2 separate regions of the Zea mays genome follow, and region 2 is linked to region 1. The links are chromatin contacts, called in public Hi-C maps. All regions are on one chromosome and are shown on one strand. The core of a region is the stretch at or near the end of the contact, and the rest is flanking DNA. Distances in the headings are between cores, read along the strand shown. Region 1 holds the start of LOC103627771 (protein CURVATURE THYLAKOID 1D, chloroplastic). Region 2 holds the start of LOC103628870 (presequence protease 1, chloroplastic/mitochondrial).

Region 1 (6,305 bases), core at 2,305-4,804:
TCGAGCTCTACAATTTTCATATAAACTTTATCTTCATCCAATTTCATATGTAAAAGTTATGATTTTATAACTATATTATTATGCAGAAAAAGAAAAAACGGGTACCCGAATTCCGGGGTACCCGTATCCGACCCGAATATCAGGGTATTTACCGGGTAGTCCTCGTTTCGTATCCGACCCGAATCCGAAGCTACAGTGTCCGGGTATTACCCGTATACGTCACGAATATAAAAATACGTGAATCCGTATCCGAAAAAACGGGTATTTGTACTACCCGTATCCGGTACCCGACGGGTATACCCGACCCGTTTTCACCCCTAATCACTCAGCTTATTGATTCACAAGCTCTACAGGTAAGATGGTGTCATGGTGATATAAAACTGTCGAGTATCGTAATTAGGGGTACCTGGATTACACCCCTAAACACGCTTAACCCCTAAGCTACCGTGGGACACATTCCCCGAGGTCAAGAAGGCATGAGCCACGATTCGCCCGGGACCCAACTCGGCGGTCGCTCAATACTCTGCCTAGTCCGAACCTGCCCTCGGGCGAGGGTAGCACTCAAGAAAATCCTCGTCCCGTCCGAGGTACCCTCTCCGCGGAACAGCTGTTTCTGCCTCGCCCGAGCCTGTCTCGGGCAGAAGGACAACCCCGAGCCCGACCTCGGTCAAAGGTCGCGGGAACCGCGGAGACATGGGCATTCAATGCGGATACCTACCCCATGTGACACCGCAGTCAAATAGGAGCGACAGGACCGCGGTGCCGTCCACTTTCACCAACTACGATGACGCATGCCCGGGAATAACGACTACTGCTCCCCCACGACGTCTGCAGAATTCAAACAACTTCGGATGGGAAGCGCGTACGGCAAAGCATGGTCTGGACCTCGGAAGGAAACTACGCCTCACCCGAAGCCGGCCCCGGCCTCGGAGCAAACTCCGTCTCGCTCGAGCTCGGCCTCGGCCAACTGTCCCCCGCGAATCCCGCAGAAGGCCACTCCTTCAACTGTTCCAGCCATGGCCTCGAGAAGACTTCCACCTCGTCCAAGCATGGCTTCGGCCTTGATAATATCGACAAAACGACGCCCGACGTCACCAGAAGCTGAAGAGCTGACGTCGGATACTCTACGTTATTGCTAAAAGCTTTTTACCATACTTACCACTGCTCCAACCACTACGACTCAGACAGCTCCTCCATCGGACAAGTTCGGGTACATGTCCGAGCCCCAGAGGCCCAGACCTTGGCCTCGGCTCTCTGCTCGGTCAAAGATGCAAATACAGGAACTAGACATCCCCTTCCCGGCTCAAGTCAACAGCAAGTACGAGGACCATGACAATGGCCATGCTGGCTACAGGGACTCGGACGCTCCTGGTCACCCTCCTTGAGCTATAAATAGAGGAGCCTAGGGCTTCAGGCGGAGGAGGAAGACTTCATGCTTTCCACCTCCACGCGAATATTGGTACTTGCCTCAATCAACCCCATGGACTTGGGATCCTTTCCCTCTCCCGATAAGCTTGTATTTCCTACTGCAAGCACTTAGGAGCAAGTAATATAAGTCTCATCTCTCCTCTGCTGAAAGTAAGGTCTTCTCTTGTCAGAACCAGGATAAAGACTTGTGTCTCCTTGCATCACCCATCTGGACCAGAGCACGTAACACTAATTCACTAGACGGTAGGATCCTCGAGTCAAAACACCGACAAAAACAATACATGATAGTGAGATGTACTATATGCATCACGAAACAGTCTCGTACTGCAATCATGTACATGGTGTGCATTTACTTGGGCCCTCCAAAATCCCAGGACCCCAATTTTTCCAACTACTATACGTTGTATTAGTACTAATCAACAAATTAGATGGATAACAAATAAATTAGCAATAAAATTTCCGTGCCCCGGCCAATCAACTCCTAAGGCTCATGCATTATCCCTACCTCCAATTGATACCCACCATAGAGTCACAAGGAGGCATCTCTCTCACTCACTTTAATCTTTCAATCAACAATCACCATAACTAATGAGTTTTTTTAAATTAACTCACATCTCATTGCAGAAGGATAGCACATTTTAGGTAAACACTAGTGTATCATGGTAGTCAATCTTGCGAGAGTCCCAATATTTGTTTTTGGCAAGGCATAATGATAAGAGAATAGGATCCATTTTTTTCTCAACCTGTAAAACGTTGTTCGGTTATTCCCATTCATATGGAATTGGAGGGGATTGAGATGAATTTTGACTTGCAACAGATTTAAATCCACTCAATCTCCTCCGATCCACATAGATGGAGATTAAAACGAACATGCCCTAATTGGGCCCAAATTTCTGTTTCACGCACCATAAGCCTCAAAATTATCCGATACAGCCCTGACAACGATGTAGGTGATAATGCAATTAACTGGGCCAATCAAAACAGCATTCGTGGATGTTATATTTTCATAGGTGATCCTCTTTATTTTGTATGGACTGCCTAACAGAAAAAAGTTACTGCACTCTCACTATATTAGTCTATTATAGCAATGAGCCAAGGACAGCAGTTTCTGTTTTGCCCAGATGTAGTTATATTGTCAAATTGAGCTTATTGGTTTTCTGTAGGACTCATTTAAGATATAGGATAGGAAAAAAAGCATCCCAGTTCGGTTTAATTCTACATAAGGCTCGTTTGGTTAGGGGTGAATTGAGGAAATTAAATTTCCTCCTATACAAATTTTTGAATGGGAGGGATTAAATCCCCTCAAATCCCATTGAAACCACCACAAAACGAACAAGCGCTTATGTTCGGTTGTATCTAGATCGGAGGGAATTGAGGGGATTAAATTCCTTCCTATATAATTTTGAATAGGAAGAGATTTAATCTATTCAGCATTCAAAACTGCATAGTAAGGGATTTAATCACTGTAGCATTCAAAGGTGGCACCGCATCGGAATCGAAAGGCAAAATAAAGCCGCTGGGACCTGGGACCCTGAACAGCAAAGCAGGTAACGTGTCCGCAGCACGGCGGCGATACCTTGCTTAGAATCTCATCCAGGCCGCCATCATCTGGGGATGATGACGCCTCTGACGGCACCAGCTCTGCCATAGGCGCCTCCGCGGAGCCACTAGGCGCGGCGCTAACCTCCTCGGCCTTGTCGTCGGCAGGCGTATCGGGCTTGTCCGTGACGACGACGGCGTAGGAGGCGGATGCCGGCTCTTCGGAGGGCACCGGGCCAGGCACGGCCGCGCTGGCGCAGCGCCAGACTGAAACGGAAACTGTCAGAGCAAGCGAGACAGCGCGTGAGGTACAGAGTGAGGGCTGGGTATGCCGTACCTCGAGTTGGGATGCGGCGGTGGGGCGGAACGGCGGTGGAGGCAGACGCGCCACGTCGGGGCGGGGCGAAGGATATGGGCGCGGCGGTGGCGCGGACGGAGGATGGGGGTGTAGAGACGCAGAGCTCCATGGTCTGTCCACTACTCCACTCTCTGTGCTCTTTCTTCTTTCTGTGGACGCTGTCCTGGTTGGGTTTTGAGGTTTCTATGAGCCGCGAGGAGGAATGGGGGATGAGGACTTGAGGAAGTACTCCTACTGGTGGAGTGCACCTCCAAGGCTCCTGGTGCTCCTGCAGTCCTGCTCCTGCAGTCCGTTTCCTGCTCGCCCCACAACGGCTCGGCAGTTTGTGTGACGTACTGACGTCCGAGTTCCGACGACTCACGGCTCCCTTGCCTGGCTGTGCGTTTGGGTCTCTGCTGTCTGGGGCCGAGCCGATTCTTGTGCATTGGTGGTTGGACGACAGGTGGTGGCGTGGTGCTTCCGTGCTTTCGCTTTTGCTTCTCTCCTGTTCCCGGGGGGCCGTCATGTCTGTGGAAAGAATCTCCTTTTTTTTAATTTTTTCTTTCGTCGGTGCTTGTCCACTGTAGCAACCATAACTCCATATAGGCAGAAAAAAGTTTGACCATCTGTTCAGTTGCACGCCATGAATTTGTTTTCTTTAGAGGCCGTTCGATTGTTCCGGAATAGAAGCCTGCAACAATTTCTAGCCAGTTTGTTTCTCTAATTTATATAAATTTTGATCAGCTGGATTGATTCCTGGTCTATTCCTGAACAACGCCTAGATCGTATTTAAACGTCTTCGGTCATCAAAGATTGTGAACTAGCATTCATTCTAGCTACTTGAACTATTATCGAAGTCGATGTTTCCTTTTCAAACACCAAACTGACCTCCTAAATCCTTAAAACGCTTGAATTATTTTCTTGTCTTGGTTTGAATTGATTTAAAAAGTGGATTTGTCCTTTTTTTTTAAAAAAATAGGTAAATACTTAATGAATTTTTAAGCCCCATAGAATGGCATAACATTCTATAAAAAAATCTATCAAAACCATGGAGGTAGATTGATACATGAAGAATCCAAGGGGCTATTGTAGCACTCTGAAAATTCAAATCTAGAAAATTTCTCCAACTCGCTCTAAATTCAAAATAAATTTTAAATTTTGTTTTAAAATTTTTGTTTACGAGTTGATCTCAACAAAGAAAATATAGTGATCTATTTTCCCTCCAAAATTCTCCTCAAAATATTCTACAAATATTTTTCCAGACATCTCCTCAAACTCTTTTCAGAAATATTGCATAATATTCCACTGATATTTCTCCAAATATTTTTCTACTAAAAATATCATCAGAATCATTTTTAAAATCCTTACAAATATTTTCTTAATAATTTTCCATTTGCTCATACATATATATGCCTCCGATGTCATACAATAAGCTCTACAATCTAATTTTACTTATCCACGGCTAATACATACTTATCTCCCACTAATCCTCGCTTCCTCCAACTAATCCTCGCCTCCTCCCCTAATCCCCCACCTTGCATATAAATAGAGGGGCAAGGGTCTCCCTCATGCCATCCCAAGCCATTTCATGACAACTCACTCCCACTCACTCCCACACAAGCACAACACAAACACAAGGATCGTTCACTCACTCCCACACAAGCACAAGGATCGTTCGTTTGTTAATTCGATCGTTTGTCCAAATGTTTTTAGTTTGTTCGATCGTTTGTCCGATTGATTATGGTTTTTTCGTTCGACCAAATAATTATTGTTCAGTCGTCATGCTTCCGAAATTCTGATCGTTCATTCGTCCAATCGTTCGACCATTCGTCCGTTCATTCATAATCCCTATTCATCGTTTATCGTTCGTTCATACGAATTATTCATCGTTTGTCATTCGTACGGACTATTCACCGTTCATCGGATCGTTCATACTCACTATTCATCGTTCATCGAACCCTTCATCCTACTATTCATCGTTCATCTAGTCACCCAAATATTTAACTGCTCATCCATCATGTTGTTCAGCTCACCTAAGACCTCCTAGACCAATATCGTAGTCATACAAACTCTGCTAACTGTAATTTTCCTTCCAATAAGAATTTCCCGGTTGGTCACCTATCCTAGAATTGCTTCAAGTTGAGCACACTTAACATTGAGGTTTTTTCGAACCAGGCTTCCAAAAAGAAAGACGAACCATTTTTGTATGGATACGCTGTCAATCCTATAAAACCTGGCCTAAGATACCATAGTCCGTCCGTACCAGAATATCACAGTATTCTAGTTGTCTGGGTCTCACCTTACTGTTGCCCCATGTGACACAATAGGTAGAACAGTTGCCACCAACATAAACCTCTGCCTATGAATAGCCTAGAAATAGGTCCTAACACTCTGCTCAAAAATATATTTGCATTTTTTATTTTCCAAATATCTTCAAATATTCAATTTTTGGAATATTCCAAGAATATTCCTTCTTCCTTTTATTTTTCTAATTCTTATGATAGTAAAATCCAAAACTTCTGTGCCCGGACTCTGATTTCGACAATTATGGTTTCTAAATTCTTATCAAATTAACCTTTATCCAACCATGTTATCCCCTTATCAAATTACCTTTTATCCAACCATGTCATCCCGTAAGTATGGTTCATATCCCATAAAACTTTAAAAAATACTATTGTCCTATATTCCGCCTATAATTCAAACTGATTCTTTCACCACGATTCTCGTAAACAGTAAACTCTACGATACTAAACCATACGCACCCAGCTATAAAGGATTTTTTACAATCTTAGAGGTCTATTGATTCATAGCCTCATTAAGTAGTTACATTTTTTTTAAAAAAAGAAAAATCCAGTTCAACATATGTCAGACAAGTAATTCAAATCAGGTTCCTTAAAACCTGACCCGGTTTGAAGCGCTATCCGCGCTTCACGGGATGTTCGCCCATCGGGTGCTAACACGTGAACACTGCTCTAGAGTCGCGGACGCGAGACTTCCATCC
Region 2 (6,305 bases), core at 1,719-4,218, 560 kb before region 1:
ATGGAACTCCTGCAAACGAGCAAGACATACAAGCACAGAATGAAAAACTAAATTAAGTAATTAACAGCTAACTAAGCAACCAATATTAGCTTAGTGCTACTCCAAAATATATAGATAGTTTTTGGTGGTGCTAGAATGAAATCTGGTCAGGTGATCTAGCACTTATTTTTTATACATCACAATGGAAACCACCAACTATTAAAATTAACTCTAGAAGAGTTAAGGGCACAAGCAATACCTAAAATCTCAAAGTAAAAGACATCATGAAGCACTGCATTGCTGGTACAAAGTATATACCAGCAAATGGCTCAGTATGCCTCAATAAATGAGAATCCAAAATTTGGATCCAGATTGATAACAAACCTTGAATTCTTCAAAAGTAAGTTTTGGGATTTCATTTGGGTCCCCACCACTATCAACACCATATGTGTTATCAGGGGAAAGTGCCTGCAGAATGTTCTGAAAAGTTAATCCTTGTACTTGTACCAACTGGACAAATAAGATCATGAAAAGAGAGGCCATAAAAAATGCCTACGAACAGAAGAAAAGGAGCACCCAGGTATATTAGCACAAACAGACATATTGGGAAGAATCTAACAAGGAAGAATATACTAATAAGTTACTGCAACCTACTGTACTAAAGCCTAGAATAAACCCAGTTTAAACAAGAAAGCAGAATGAATACAGGGGAAATGCAACATCTCTGGACCCAGGTTCATTGCAATGCTTAGTCAAGCAACTCATCAGGCAAAAAATGAGAGCAATGTACCAACCTATAGGTCTGGACCTGATCTCAGCTGGCAATTATAGTACATAAATTAACCAAAATTTAACTAATTATATGGTCAAACCATCAAAGTTCAATCTCAGCAATAGATTAAGGTAGTAGAACGGCCTGATCATGTTATGCCCTTTGACAAGGAGATCTCAGGATGATATCATGTAAAGGATAATAAGAGATGTAATTGCATCACATTCTCCTAAAGGCTAGTGAGATCGAACAAGATGCCAAGAAATTGAACATCTGAAACAGAACACCCATTTACCTGTTGGGATACACGTCCCATTATGTTATCAGGTTGAGAGTAAACTCCTTTCATCTCATTGAAGACGACACCTAAAATTGTTAAAGGATTGCATTTTGAATGACAAGTAATGTCACATGTAAATTTTGCTTACTATATTTATTTAGATTGAGCAAACAAACCTTTGTATGTTATCTCTTCTTCAGGGTTGTCAAGCTCATAGTGCCAACCTTCTTGTTGAAATGTTTGGAAGTCGTCAACACATTTAGGGAAAAAGACGGCATCAAGATATACATCTACCAAGTTGTAGAAATCCTGGAAAGCAACCAAGTATACAATGATAATGTTAAACAAAGAGTTTCTGAACAAATGATGCAAGCACATTTGTGGCCATTAGGTCTTACCTTAGTGTTTGTTGATGCAACCGGATAACATGTCCGATCGGGATATGTGAACGCATTCAGGAATGTATGCAAACTACCCTTTAGGAGCTCCACAAACGGTTCTTTTAAAGGATATTTTCTTGATCCGCAGAGAACACTATGTTCAAGGATGTGGGGTATGCCAGTTGAATTTTTCCTGGTAATAAACAAAATCTTCTTTACAACACGAAAATAAGCTTACATGCAATGATTCATTCTTTCACTATATGTGCCTAGGGCTGCCCAGCTCATTTTTTGTACAGCAAATCCTACGTCTAATGGAGATCGGAATACTGATTTACCATAGACAAAACAAAGAAACAAGGATTAACTGCACTTACGGAGGGGTACGGAAAACAATGCCAAAAACTTTATTCTCATCATCATTTGACACAGACATTACTTCAGCACCCGTCTTCTTGTGCTTGTAAAGAACAGCAATTGATTTGCACTCATCTATAGTCTGTTCAGAGACCTTTTCAAATCCGAGCTTTGTGGCATACTCATGTACGTCATCTGTATCTGATTATGTCAGAAGAAAGAGGTCACACATTTGATAAGCATATGACCTTGATTTTTTTCAAATAGCAAAAGGATGCGGTTTGAATGATGGTTGCTTTTCAAATAGCATATTATTATCAGCTCCAGCAGCCTCATGTCAACACTTTGAGCAAAAATCACAGAGAAATTGTGTGATTTATGAGCGAAAAAATATCAATCATGAGACCTAAAACAGTACACAAAAGGAAACCCCACCATAGACTAACCATCATTTTCATTCCAAACCAGCTATGCAGTTCGAAGTGATTCAACACATTGCGTCCATTTGCTTCCGCAATTGCAAGTAAAATAGCACACTTCACAACCATTTCCGCTACAGATAGGTTCAAGCAGAAGCAGTTCTGTTCTCACCATAGGGCACGGGAGAGGGCGAGGTAGATACAGCGGAGGCGGACAGCCTCCGCGCGAGCTGGGGCGCAGCGGCCGGCCAGTACCGGCCGGAGCAGTGCAGCGGCGCCGCAGCGACCAGGAATCGCGCGCCGCCGCGGGGCAGAGCCGAGTAGCCGCGCGCCGGGAGTGAGAACGAGGACGCCCGGCGTGCCAAGGATGAGGCCGCGGCAGCGGGCACGACGACGGGCCTGCCCCTGCGGCAGCGGTGTAGGAGGCGGCGGCCTGAGGTGCGGAGCAGCGCCACCCGCTCCATGCCGCAGGTGTCCAGCTTGCCGGTCTGCCTCTGGACTCTGGGGTTCTGGATTGGAGTTAGGGGCGGCGTAGGTCGTTGCTGCGAGTGGGATTGCGATTAGGCTTTCAGTTCCTGGGCTCTCCGTCCGCACTATGGCGAGGTTTTGCTTGGGCTTAAACAAGATGAGGTGGACTGAGGAGAGGTGAAAAATCTTCGATTTTTGTCTAGCTCTTTTTTATGGCTGGGATTGTTCAATGGAATTTCGTGTGGCTGATGGTGAGTTGGCGTGGATTGTGGTACACGCAAAGTGTTCGCGAAATTTGGCGTCGTTTAGACGTGTCTTCACCGTGGACATTGGAGGGACATACAGAGTTTTGCAAGTTTGTCTTGGGTGTTTTGAATTCTACCCTTTTCCACATAATACAAGGCTCATATAGAATTCCAAATACTACCTACCTCTATTCTTAAATATCTATCATTTCCTAATTTATTTTTATATTAAAACACGATAAATATTTGATGGTCACTGAACGCGCTAACGAAAGGGCTCCTAGTCGCGGGGCGCGTTAATTAGTCCGAAGAGATAGGTGCGCCCTAGAAGAACCCGCCCTAATTGAACCATGTGGCAACGAGTCTGTGGCCGGGTTTGGTGGAGCCTGACAAGAGAGAACGGGCATGTCAGGAGGGAACCACTTGAGTGGGTCCCGCGTCCGACCCTGAATTGACCCGCCATAATGACTGACCACATTAACCACGCCTGACACCTCCCCACGGCGTGGGCGTCGATCCACTTTCCACTCATGACCTACGTACCTCTCGGACCGCATAGCACTTATGACCTACATGCCCCTGGACTGCGACGTATTAATAGCCCACGCACCCCTCGTACTGTGCCGCACTTATGCCTATCGAACTAGGCCTGAGTGCACAAACCTCCCGCAAGGTACTACACGACGGACTGTGTCGAGTCCCAAGCTACGGAAGCCAAGGGTCAACATAGACGAAATGATGGCGCCTGAGACCATCACCGCCCCTGTGATAAATTCGTGGCAACCAGGCAGCCTCAGGACCTGCGAGTACGCATGGACTCATCCGGAGTAAAACACTGATTTTATCGTTCCCTTATGGCTCCTTCACGGGAAAGCCATAGCTGACCAACCCCTATCCCCGATCTATAAAAGTGAGAGGCTGACCTCTAGGCAGGAGGAGGGACGGAGAGATCAGCATACGGTGATGAGCCCACAAGAACGAGCAGGAGGAGCGTCGACGAGGACTAGAAGGCTAGAGCCCCTGCCAAGCGAGGACTTATATATGACTCCACCTTACAGCTTCTAAGCTTTACTTTCACCCCGATAAGAGATCTGGGAGCCTCTCCTCACTCTATCGACTGCTTGTAACCCCTACTACAAGTTTGGTCATCAATTGTATCAGTAGCGCAAGGCGTTGATAATTGGATGTAGGGACGTTCTGCCCAAACCAGTATAAATTGTGCACCCTTCGCTTATGTCCTTCGAAGCCTGGAAAACGCACAATAAATTTACTTGTCGGAGCGAGATACGAAACACCGACAACCCTAAACTAGTGTCATATCCTTATTCTCTACATAATTCTCATCATTTTCTTTATAATAATATAATTTACTTCCTAAAATATATGTTTTATGACTTAATTATTGGAGTATATTTTTCTAGATGTTTTAAACAATTTAAATATATAGTATTTAAATTTTTAAGGTATTATTTTGAGTTACCTTGTTAGAGATTCTCTGAGGTAAAGAAAGCAAAAGACAGCAACCATTCTGAAAGTCGCCTAGAGAGGGGATGAATAGGCAGAAACTGAAATTTACAACTTTAAACATAACTACAAGCCGGGGTTAGCGTTAGAAATAAATGTGAGCCCGAAAGAGAGGGCGAAAATAAATCACAAGCAAATGAAGAGAGTGACACGGTGATTTGTTTTACCGAGGTTCGGTTCTTGCAAACCTAGTCCTCGTTGAGGTGGTCACAAAGACCGGGTCTCTTTCAACCCTTTCCCTCTCTCAAACGGTCACCTAGACCGAGTGATATTTCTTCTCAATCAAATGGGTCACTTAGACCCCTACAAGGACCACCACAACTTGGTGTCTCTTGCTTTGATTACAAATGTCTTGAGAACAAGAATGGAGGAAGAAGAAAGCGATCCAAGAACAAGAGCTCAAAGAACACGAGCAAAACTCTCTCTCTAGTCACTATTTGTTTGGAGTGGATTTGAGACTTGGAGAGGTTTTGATTCTTTTAAATTGTGTCTTGTATTGATTGCACTAGCTCTTGTATTGAATGAGATGTCTGAAAACTTGGATGTCTTGAAGTGCTGGTGGTTGGGGGGTATTTATAGCCCCAACCACCAAACCAACCGTTGGGGAGGCTGTCTGTCAATGGGCTCATCGGACAGTCCGGTGCGCCACCGGACACTGTCCGGTGCGCCAGCCACGTCACCCAACCGTTAGGGTTCTGACGGTTTCGACCGTTGGAGCTCTGTCTTCATGGGGCACCGGACAGTCCGGTGCCGCACCGGACAGGCACTGTTCATTGTTCGGTGCGCCTTCTGGCGCTGCTCTGACTCTGCGTGAACTGTCCACGCACTGTTCCCTTTTGCAGATGACTGTTGGCACAGTAGCCGTTGCTCCGCTTGGCGCACCGGACAGTCCGATGAATTATAGCGGAGCGGCCTTAGAGAAACCTGAAGCTAAGGAGTTCAGAGTGTACGGTCCCTGGTGCACCGGACACTGTCCGGTGCGCGAGACTAGGGCACACTTCGGTTTTCTTTTGCTCCTTTCTTTTGAACCCTAACTTGTTCTTTTTATTGGTTTGTGTTGAACCTTTGGCACCTGTAGAACATATATCTAGAGCAAACTAGTTAGTTCAATTATTTGTGTTGGGCAATTCAACCACCAAAATCATTTAGGAAAAGGTTTGATCCTATTTCCCTTTCAATCTCCCCCTTTTTGGTGATTGATGCCAACACAAACCAAAGCAAATTTATAAGTACAGAATTGAACTAGTTTGCATAAGGTAAGTGCAAAGGTTGCTTGGAATTAAACCAATTTATATTTTCACTAGATATGCATGGATTGCTTTCTTTCTTTTAACATTTTGGACCACATTTGCACCACTTGTTTTGTTTTTGCAAATTCTTTTGGAAAATCTTTTCAAACCCTTTTTGCAAATAGTCAAAGGTAAATGAATAAGATTTCGATAAGTATTTTCAAGATTTTGAAATTTCTCTTCCTTTGACTTACAAAACTCCCCCTGGTTGAAATTCTCCTCTTAGTGTTCAAGAGGGTTTTACCAATATGAAAAAGATTTAGATACCAATTGAAAATTCCTTCTTTATAGATACCAATCGAGATATAAATTCTAGGGAATACCAATTTTGAAAGATATTAACAAGATACCAAATGAAAACTTTATTTGAAAATTTTGAAATTGGTGGTGGTACGATCCTTTTGCTTTGGGCTATTATTCTCTCCCCTTTGGCATTAATCGCCAAAAACGGAGACGTTTGAGAGCCCTTTTAAATTCTCTCCCCCTTTGGCAAACAATATATGAGTGAAAGATTATACCAATGTGGAGAGTGGTGTGGAGTGACGGCGAAGGGTAAATAATAGCGATATAGTGGAGTGGAAGCCTTGTCTTC

Evidence for each region. A called contact is a pair of places that touch in the nucleus more often than the background predicts.
Region 2: a Hi-C map of ear shows a contact between it and region 1, with 2.8 times the contacts expected there. The contact joins the promoter of LOC103628870 here to the promoter of LOC103627771 in region 1. A contact is called at or near these places in 3 of 25 Hi-C or Micro-C datasets (ear, leaf and tassel).

Annotation. Positions count from the first base shown.
Region 1 is chr5:217,482,811-217,489,115 of Zm-B73-REFERENCE-NAM-5.0, reverse strand. LOC103627771 (protein CURVATURE THYLAKOID 1D, chloroplastic) reads right to left here and starts at 3,554. Exons shown (of 5, transcript NM_001156482.2): 1 at 3,305-3,554; 2 at 3,005-3,234. The coding sequence starts at 3,434.
Region 2 is chr5:218,039,113-218,045,417 of Zm-B73-REFERENCE-NAM-5.0, reverse strand. LOC103628870 (presequence protease 1, chloroplastic/mitochondrial) reads right to left here and starts at 2,968. Exons shown (of 19, transcript XM_020538705.1): 1 at 2,360-2,968; 2 at 1,789-1,969; 3 at 1,430-1,604; 4 at 1,208-1,340; 5 at 1,047-1,117; 6 at 364-447; 7 at 1-9. The coding sequence starts at 2,651.